Regions from separate parts of the Mus musculus genome. Here region 1 is linked to region 2. A link is a contact called in public Hi-C data. All regions are on one chromosome and are shown on one strand. Each heading gives the region's core, a stretch centred on a gene start, on an enhancer-like site or on the middle of the called end of the contact. The rest is flanking DNA. Distances are from core to core; before and after follow the strand shown.

Region 1 (3,367 bases), core at 32-2,531, 34 kb after region 2:
CCAATCAACAAGAGTTTCTCTCAATGGTGCCACACACCCTCCTGCTTCAGAAAAACCCGACCTCACCTTTGGAACTAGATAAACCTTGAGAGAACTTAAAAGTACATTCCAGTGGTTGATACTTTGCTTCCTCGCATAAGACTGTTTACAATGTTTGATACTGTCAACAATTCAAGTGCCCTAGACTGTGTTGAAACATACATGATTGGTTCTCCCAAGGCTCTTAATTAACTGCAAGGCTTGTTTGCCTGAATAGACTTTAAAGCAATTACTTGATAAGAATTCCCCTTATCACCTACTGTGCTTTCTTGCAGGTTCCTTGCAACCAACTGCTAAGACCCAGCTAGGTGTCTGTCTCGTCTCCCTAAAGATCAAACAATAACCTATCCGATGACTGGCAGCTAAGCGATGACGGAAGTATTGTAACAGAAACAGCAAGTCGCCAATGAATCAAAGTCATTTACTTTTCTCCTTTCAGGCGTGAGCTATCACAATGCGACTGAAAACAAGTTCCACGTCATAATTTTTATATAGGAGGCTCGAAGATGGGAAGGAGTTCAGCATTCAAAACCGAGAACCAACCCTCCACGTGCTTCTCACTCCTAAATCTCCCCAATTAGCAGGCAGGTGAAACAATGACCCCCCACCCAGCCTGGCCAAAGGACGAGCGCCGCCCGCGCCCAGCCGCCCCGCAGCGCCCGGCCCTTTGTGAGAAGTGGGGGCCCGGGGCCCGGAGCTCGGCGGCCGCGGCGCAGCCCAGCCCAGGCCGCGCGGCTCGCCCGGCCCGGCCCCGCACAGCTCACGCAGCGGAACCCAGCGGGGTCCGACCGGAGCTGCCCGGGGCCGCCGCCCGGCCAGGCCGCCCTTCCCGCCCCGTCAGCGACGCGGCGGCTGCCCGGCCGGCGCCCTCACCTGCTGGACCGAGCTGTTCTCGGGCACGGCAAACTCCTCCTTCTCTTTAGGCGTCTTCACCGTGACCTTCATGATCTTGGGCTCTGCGGGGCCGCCGTCGGCCGCACTGTCCTGCGCGCCCGGTGGGCCGCCGCTCTCTGCGCTCTCGGCCATGGCGGTGACTCAGGCGAGCGCGACACTGCGGGCTGCGGCCGGGTCCGCGAGGCGTGACAGGCTGCGGGGCCGCCGAGGGTGCGTGGACGCGGGCTGCGGGTGCAGGCCCCGGGTGGGCGATCGGCTGCCGTGTGGACGCGGGGACTCTCCGCGTCGCCGCCGCTTCCTCCTCCCGCACCTCCCCCACGCTCGTCGCCGGCGCCGCGCAGGGCACTCTGGGTAACGCGCTGGTAGCCGCGCCGACTCCTGGCGGCCGGCCGCGCGAGGCACGCCGGGTAGCGCGTTGGCCAAGGAGCCGACTCATGCATGGCAGCGCTCGATCCTTTTCTAGCCGGCGGACGAAGCGCGGGCTCCTCAAGGTCGATGGAGTGCTGGGCATGGCGGGAGAACTTAACCCACTTCGCGTCTCCCGTTCTTCGTTGAAAGAAATGCAAACGGGGTTTCTGCCAGGCACCGTGATGGTGCGCTAAGATGACGTCACGGCCAGCGAAATTGCTAGAAACGTCTGGCCCATTGCTCACGGTCCCGGTATCCTCCCCACCTGGTCCCCGTGGGCGTCTGCTTATGAAATAGCGGCGAGCTACTTTATTTTAATAAGCGTAGTGTTGGTGCCCGGGTGGAAGGAGTTGCGATTGCCTTGTCTTGTGCTCGGGGCTTGAAAGCTAAACCCATGGAGAAAGGTCTTTAAAGGACCGCGAAACAGACGCCAGTGAGCAACCAATGCATCCACAGGTGCTCACTGTTTCAGTGAGGCCTGAGCTTCCCTCCCTGGAGTCAAACCGGTTTGGTCAGATAGGGCAACCCATATTGTCTGTCTTCCAAGCTGCGTGGGGGCAGAAACAGAATGCCTAGGACTGTCCGCCCAGCGGGTAGGAGTTAGCCTAGATGATGTGTGCCTTTTGTATTCTGTCCAATTAAGTTACTGTACACCTCGGGCTTGAGGTGGCATCAGAGATAATGGCTGAAAAAGTATTTTCGGCATAATGTAGGCACACATAAGTTATTTCACATATGGATCCCACGTCATTTATTCGTAAAGATAACGTGTAATACAGTCCAGCACTTTATATTAACCAGCATTGCACAAATGTGAACTCTTGACAGTGTACCGTGACCCAAATATGCAAAGGCATTCCATAGTTCTGCTCTTGGGCCATCGAACCCTGTTCTATGATTAACTGTGGTTGCATAAACACTTCTTAGCAGAGCTCTTTGAAATCTGGGTCAGAGTTTCAAAGTATAAAATGGCAATACGGCGTCACTTGATATCACTTACATTTCTGCCAGCATTGTTCAATCACAGGAAGAAGTTATAAGCGTTATGTCTAGGTGTGAGAAAATTGTTACTTGGGGTAGAAAGTTCCCCCCATTAGGCAAGCAAGGATTTTGGAATTTTCATATATATATATCTTTCCAACTTTATTAGTTCCCCTGTTGTATGGTTTCCCTCCATGCTGTATTCTCCCTAAGCACTAACCCAGGCTGCCTTCCATGATGAACCACCCCACACACACACCTTCCCCCTCTAACTTTCTGTTTTCACATCACATTCCCCTGAAAGTCTTCACTCCATTGTCCTTTAGAATCCCAATCTGTTCTGCTCTGATAAATAAATTAGTTGTAGATAACATCTACTGGTGTGTTTATAGAATACCCTTGTAATTGTCTATATTTTATTTCTGAAAATCTCTAATGTTTATGGCATGCTGTGAATAAGAATTCTTCCAGCCACTCAAGCAACTGCCATCTTGGTAGTTCAGCTGCACTTTCTTGGAAAAGGCTCCTTCCAGCTGGCCTTACAGACTACCACACCCCTTGCTGGAGGTAGGGAAGGTCACAAGACCCTCACCAGGGTATTCAGCCTTTCTCAACCACCTGTTGTTTACAATGCTTCCTTAATTGCAAGTAGCCGCAAAGAAGGTCTAGAGTAAATAGGTCAAAGTAGACTGGGGTTTGGAGAGAGAGAGAGGAGAGAGAGAAGAGAGATAGATTGATTCCATCTATGTGGCTGAGGCCCTCATCCTTGCTGCATAAAGACTTTCCTGGAGCACCCATGTCCCTTATGCTCTGTAAGGAAGTCCAATAAACTTGGGCTCTTCTAGTGAACTTTGGTGGAATCATGCTTTGGTTTGTTGTTGAGACTTTAGGAGAAGGAGTAGCCATTGCTTATGTTGTCCCCTGGGAAGGAATTTTAGCAACAAGGCATGGTTTATGAAGTTACTTTCCTCATTCATTGATCTAATCAGTTTTCTGGCAAGAAGCAACTTAAGGGAGGAAGGGTCATTTGAGCTCAGGATTTGAG
Region 2 (3,525 bases), core at 144-2,643:
GACAATCTTGGGAAGTGTTTTTTTAAACCTTCCTTAGGTGACAACACCAACTCACTAATTCTGATTGTGAGAAAATGAGGTCTACTCCTAGAGAACAAGCATTCTACTAATTTGGAAGAAAATGAGACATTACAACAAAAGCCAACCTGAGGGCAGCACCTTCCTATCACTCAAAACTAGTCCGAACTGTACAGTGTGTGTAAAGATGCACTTCAAGGTTAGCACAGTGAAGGGAAATGGCCTATGATATCAACAAGGCGTTCAGAACCCTAAATCCTCATGCGCAAAAGCAACACAGTTCTCAACTCATAGGAGGAGTGACATGGTCCGGGAGGGTCAGGCTCAGTGCCTACTAGAGGGTGGAACCACACGCTCCTGTGCACTGTGCTATCTGTCAGCCACGGAGAAGGACACTCTCGCTCACCACCAAACCTTTCAAGCAGAGCATTACAAGGACAGCAGCGTCTTCTCTTACTCACTTGTTGGAGGAAAGTTGGGAGCTGTTGTCTCATTTGTTCTTGAAGCTGAGGATTTCCAGCAAATAGGGGATTATTCAGCATCATCTATGGGGCAAGTATTCAAACAATTTTAACTGGAAATATCTGAAACAAGTAAGGTACCTGGTTTAATTTCTACCTTCCTCCAAGTGCCTAAATTGGCACTTAAAGGGAGGGAGAACAGAAATAAAAAAAAGGCAGGGAAGTTCTATCCACAAGGAGCTCAGGGGAAGAAATGAAGGGAAGGAAGGAAGGAAGGAAGGAAGAAGAGAGGAAGGAAGGAAGGAAAGAAGGCAGGCAGGCAGGCATCTTCTCTTTCAACGAGAATGGTGGGTGATGGATGACATGCAGTGCCCTAAAAAAATAAAAGCAATTGTTTTGTCTCCTTTTCCTTGAACAAAGGTGTGAATTTCTGCCTTTGAAAAGAAAAAACCTGGGAGTGCCAGGCTCTCAGGAAGATATGCTTTCTGCTACACTACAGAGTAAAAGAAACATCAATATGTAACAGCTTAAACATGGCTTGCTTAGAAACTTCAACACACAAACAGCAAGCAGAGAGAACACCCAGGTCTAAGACCATTGGATCTGCCTGCCCACCACTAACAGTTGCTGTTAGGTCCAGAATAACCACAAAGCAGCAATCAACTTGTCAGAGAAATGGAGCTGCTAGGTGAAAACCAGTCCAAACTAGCACCAGCCATCCTCAGGGAAGTGCTTAGATACCTAAGCCGCAGAGAGGTAAATGAGAAAGAACACCGAGATTAACTAACGTCTGGCTTCCACTTCACTAGCACCACAGTAAAAACGGGGGACACCTAGCCGTCAACGTATGACCAGTATTAACATGATGTGACTGCCTGGGGTGAGACCGTCATGCACAATAAGCAAACCAGAAACTACAAGGTTCAAAAAAGACAAATTGCATATTGCTTCCCAAAGATTACTGATGGCCCCTTTACCTGTCCAAAGTCTGGGGAGGAAATGATCTTTGCCCTCAATTAGGCAACCATACTAAATAACAACTGTATGTAAATCCTGTCTTAAAAAAAAAACAACTTCTCCCATCCCTCCTTCAAAGTGGATTATTTAATTTCAAAGCAGGAAACAGTTGGTGTCTTATGGATACAGAGTGTACTTTAGAGTAAGCAGCAAATTACCAGAACCTGCTCCAGGCCAGGGACGCCTCTTTTTAAGTCTTCCGGGCAAATGCTCGTTTGTTACGAGGCTGTTAATCAGTTACCACATTTACTTTCATCTTAAATTACTCAACTAGTATAGAAAAAGCTTGTCTCACACACACACTCACACATACACACCTTTTTATTTATCATACTTATTATATTTTCCTCACTTACCTGAACCTCCATTCCACAATTCAGTTTCTACATTTAACATAATTAAATATTTAAGTTGAAAAGAATACCCACTATGAACGTGAGCAGCGGCATCAGAGCACACTGTAAGCTGGGAAGGACTCTATCATAAGGGCATCACCTTGACTGCCAGGGTTTTGCTTTACTGCTAGCAGACAACAGCTGCGAAGCACCCAGGTCCCCTACAGACAAGAGTGTGCTCACTAACGAGGAACCAAGGATAAGGCACACACTCAGGGTTAACTGAATACATACTTGAAAATATAGGTCACTTCACACACCTCCACATCTCAGGGACCCAAGTGACAAAAATGCTTAGCACGCATTAACATCAAGCACTTAATTAATAAATTCACAAAACCACACAACAACCCATACCATGCACGTTTTGAGATTAACATTATCCAGATGCATTGTCCTTTAAGTATTTGTTGTTACATAAGTCATCACCAAGGACCGACCCTACCTCAACGACATCTGCTATACCCTTGTAGCAGTGTGGCTGCAGGATTTTGAAAATAAAAACCATTTCATAATGAAAGAAGAGAAGCTTTTAAACTTAACAGAGTGCTGTAAGCACCCAGAGCACACTGTAAGCTACATTCCTCCAGCAGTGACCACGTGGGTGCTCACTGTACTCCCTCCAGCTGTTCAGGCACAGGAAGGGTGCTGCTGCTCCATCTCCATCCACAACCACCACCCCGAGAGCTAGCACCAAACACCACACTGGGGAGCAGCAGTGATCAGAGCAGGTTCCCTAAAAATGCCTGGTTTTGTTTTTAAAAGTACATCTCATCAACAAATGGCAGACATGAGATTGTTTCAAGTATATCTGAACTAAAACTGCCCCCAAAGCTGGAGGTGCAGTGTCCACATCTCTAGTGTTCTGAGAGAGCACAAGCCAACGTGCGGAGAGGATACCACAGGCCTGTTTAGTTCAGAACACTCTCAGCACAGCCACAAGCTCACCTGCGCAGCAAGGTCGGGGTTCTGGCTCAGGGACTGCAGCATGCTCCTCATGTATGGGGCGGACAGCATGTTCTGCATGAGCTGTGGGTTCTCAGTTATCTGCTGCAGCAGGCTCTGCATTCCGGGGGTGTTGAACATACTAGCTAAAAATTTATTTAAAAACAAAACAAAAAAAACAAACAAACAAACAGATTAAGACACACATTTATGTTTTAAGACACAGTATATATTGTGACTTTACATCCCCTTCTCCACACTTAGTGTTCATAGCTAAATAAAGTTGCTAACCAGTACTAGTTACTAAGCTCTATTTTCAGATCAACCTTTACTGTACTTGGTTATGGCTCCAAGGCACAAGAATTCTGACAGTGACACTTCAGAGGCCCAAAAAGAGCAAGTTGGCTTACTTCAATAAAGAGAGAAGAGTTCTGACACAGTACTGGGGGGGAAATGCCAGTGTAATGTTAACCAACTATTTAATTCTTCATTTCATTCTGGATTCTGAACTAGTGCCCCTTTATCACTTAAGCGTCTCCATTCATCTTTCTAATTTGCTGTGAGTCCCGTGTTTGTGATGTTCCTATATTTTGAAGTTTCAAGTTAGCTTTTCCACACTCTAAAGTTTAAAAATATCTTAAGACAATTTGGCAAGCTTCAGCCTACAAAAGCAATCTGGCTCTCACAAT

The links. Hi-C and Micro-C count contacts between places; a contact is called where the count stands out from the background.
Region 1: a contact with region 2 is called in a Hi-C map of liver, with 3 times the contacts expected there. The contact joins the promoter of Ubqln1 here to the enhancer-like site in region 2. A contact is called at or near these places in 3 of 39 promoter capture datasets (the HPC-7 cell line, hematopoietic stem and progenitor cells and liver), 1 of 15 datasets of contacts at CTCF or cohesin (CD8 T cells), 39 of 484 Hi-C or Micro-C datasets (B cells, CD4 T cells, CD8 T cells and 29 more), 17 of 115 datasets of contacts at active chromatin or transcription factors (the 230-238 cell line, the SCID.adh cell line, SST interneurons and 9 more) and 4 of 9 other capture datasets (adipose tissue, embryonic stem cells, liver and 1 more).

Annotation. Positions count from the first base shown.
Region 1 is chr13:58,214,372-58,217,738 of GRCm38.p6, forward strand. Ubqln1 (ubiquilin 1) reads right to left here and starts at 1,282. Exons shown (of 11, transcript NM_026842.4): 1 at 913-1,282. The coding sequence starts at 1,065.
Region 2 is chr13:58,180,343-58,183,867 of GRCm38.p6, forward strand. Ubqln1 (ubiquilin 1) reads right to left here. Exons shown (of 11, transcript NM_026842.4): 7 at 2,840-2,982; 8 at 480-563. Among named protein-coding and RNA genes, the nearest start is that of Idnk, 24 kb to the left of the region's middle. Within about 2 kb of position 1,394, at least 12 of the 459 cell types and tissues checked have an H3K27ac peak or open chromatin away from gene starts, as enhancers often do. A contact at or near this core is called in intestinal villus epithelium and liver, where this site is marked.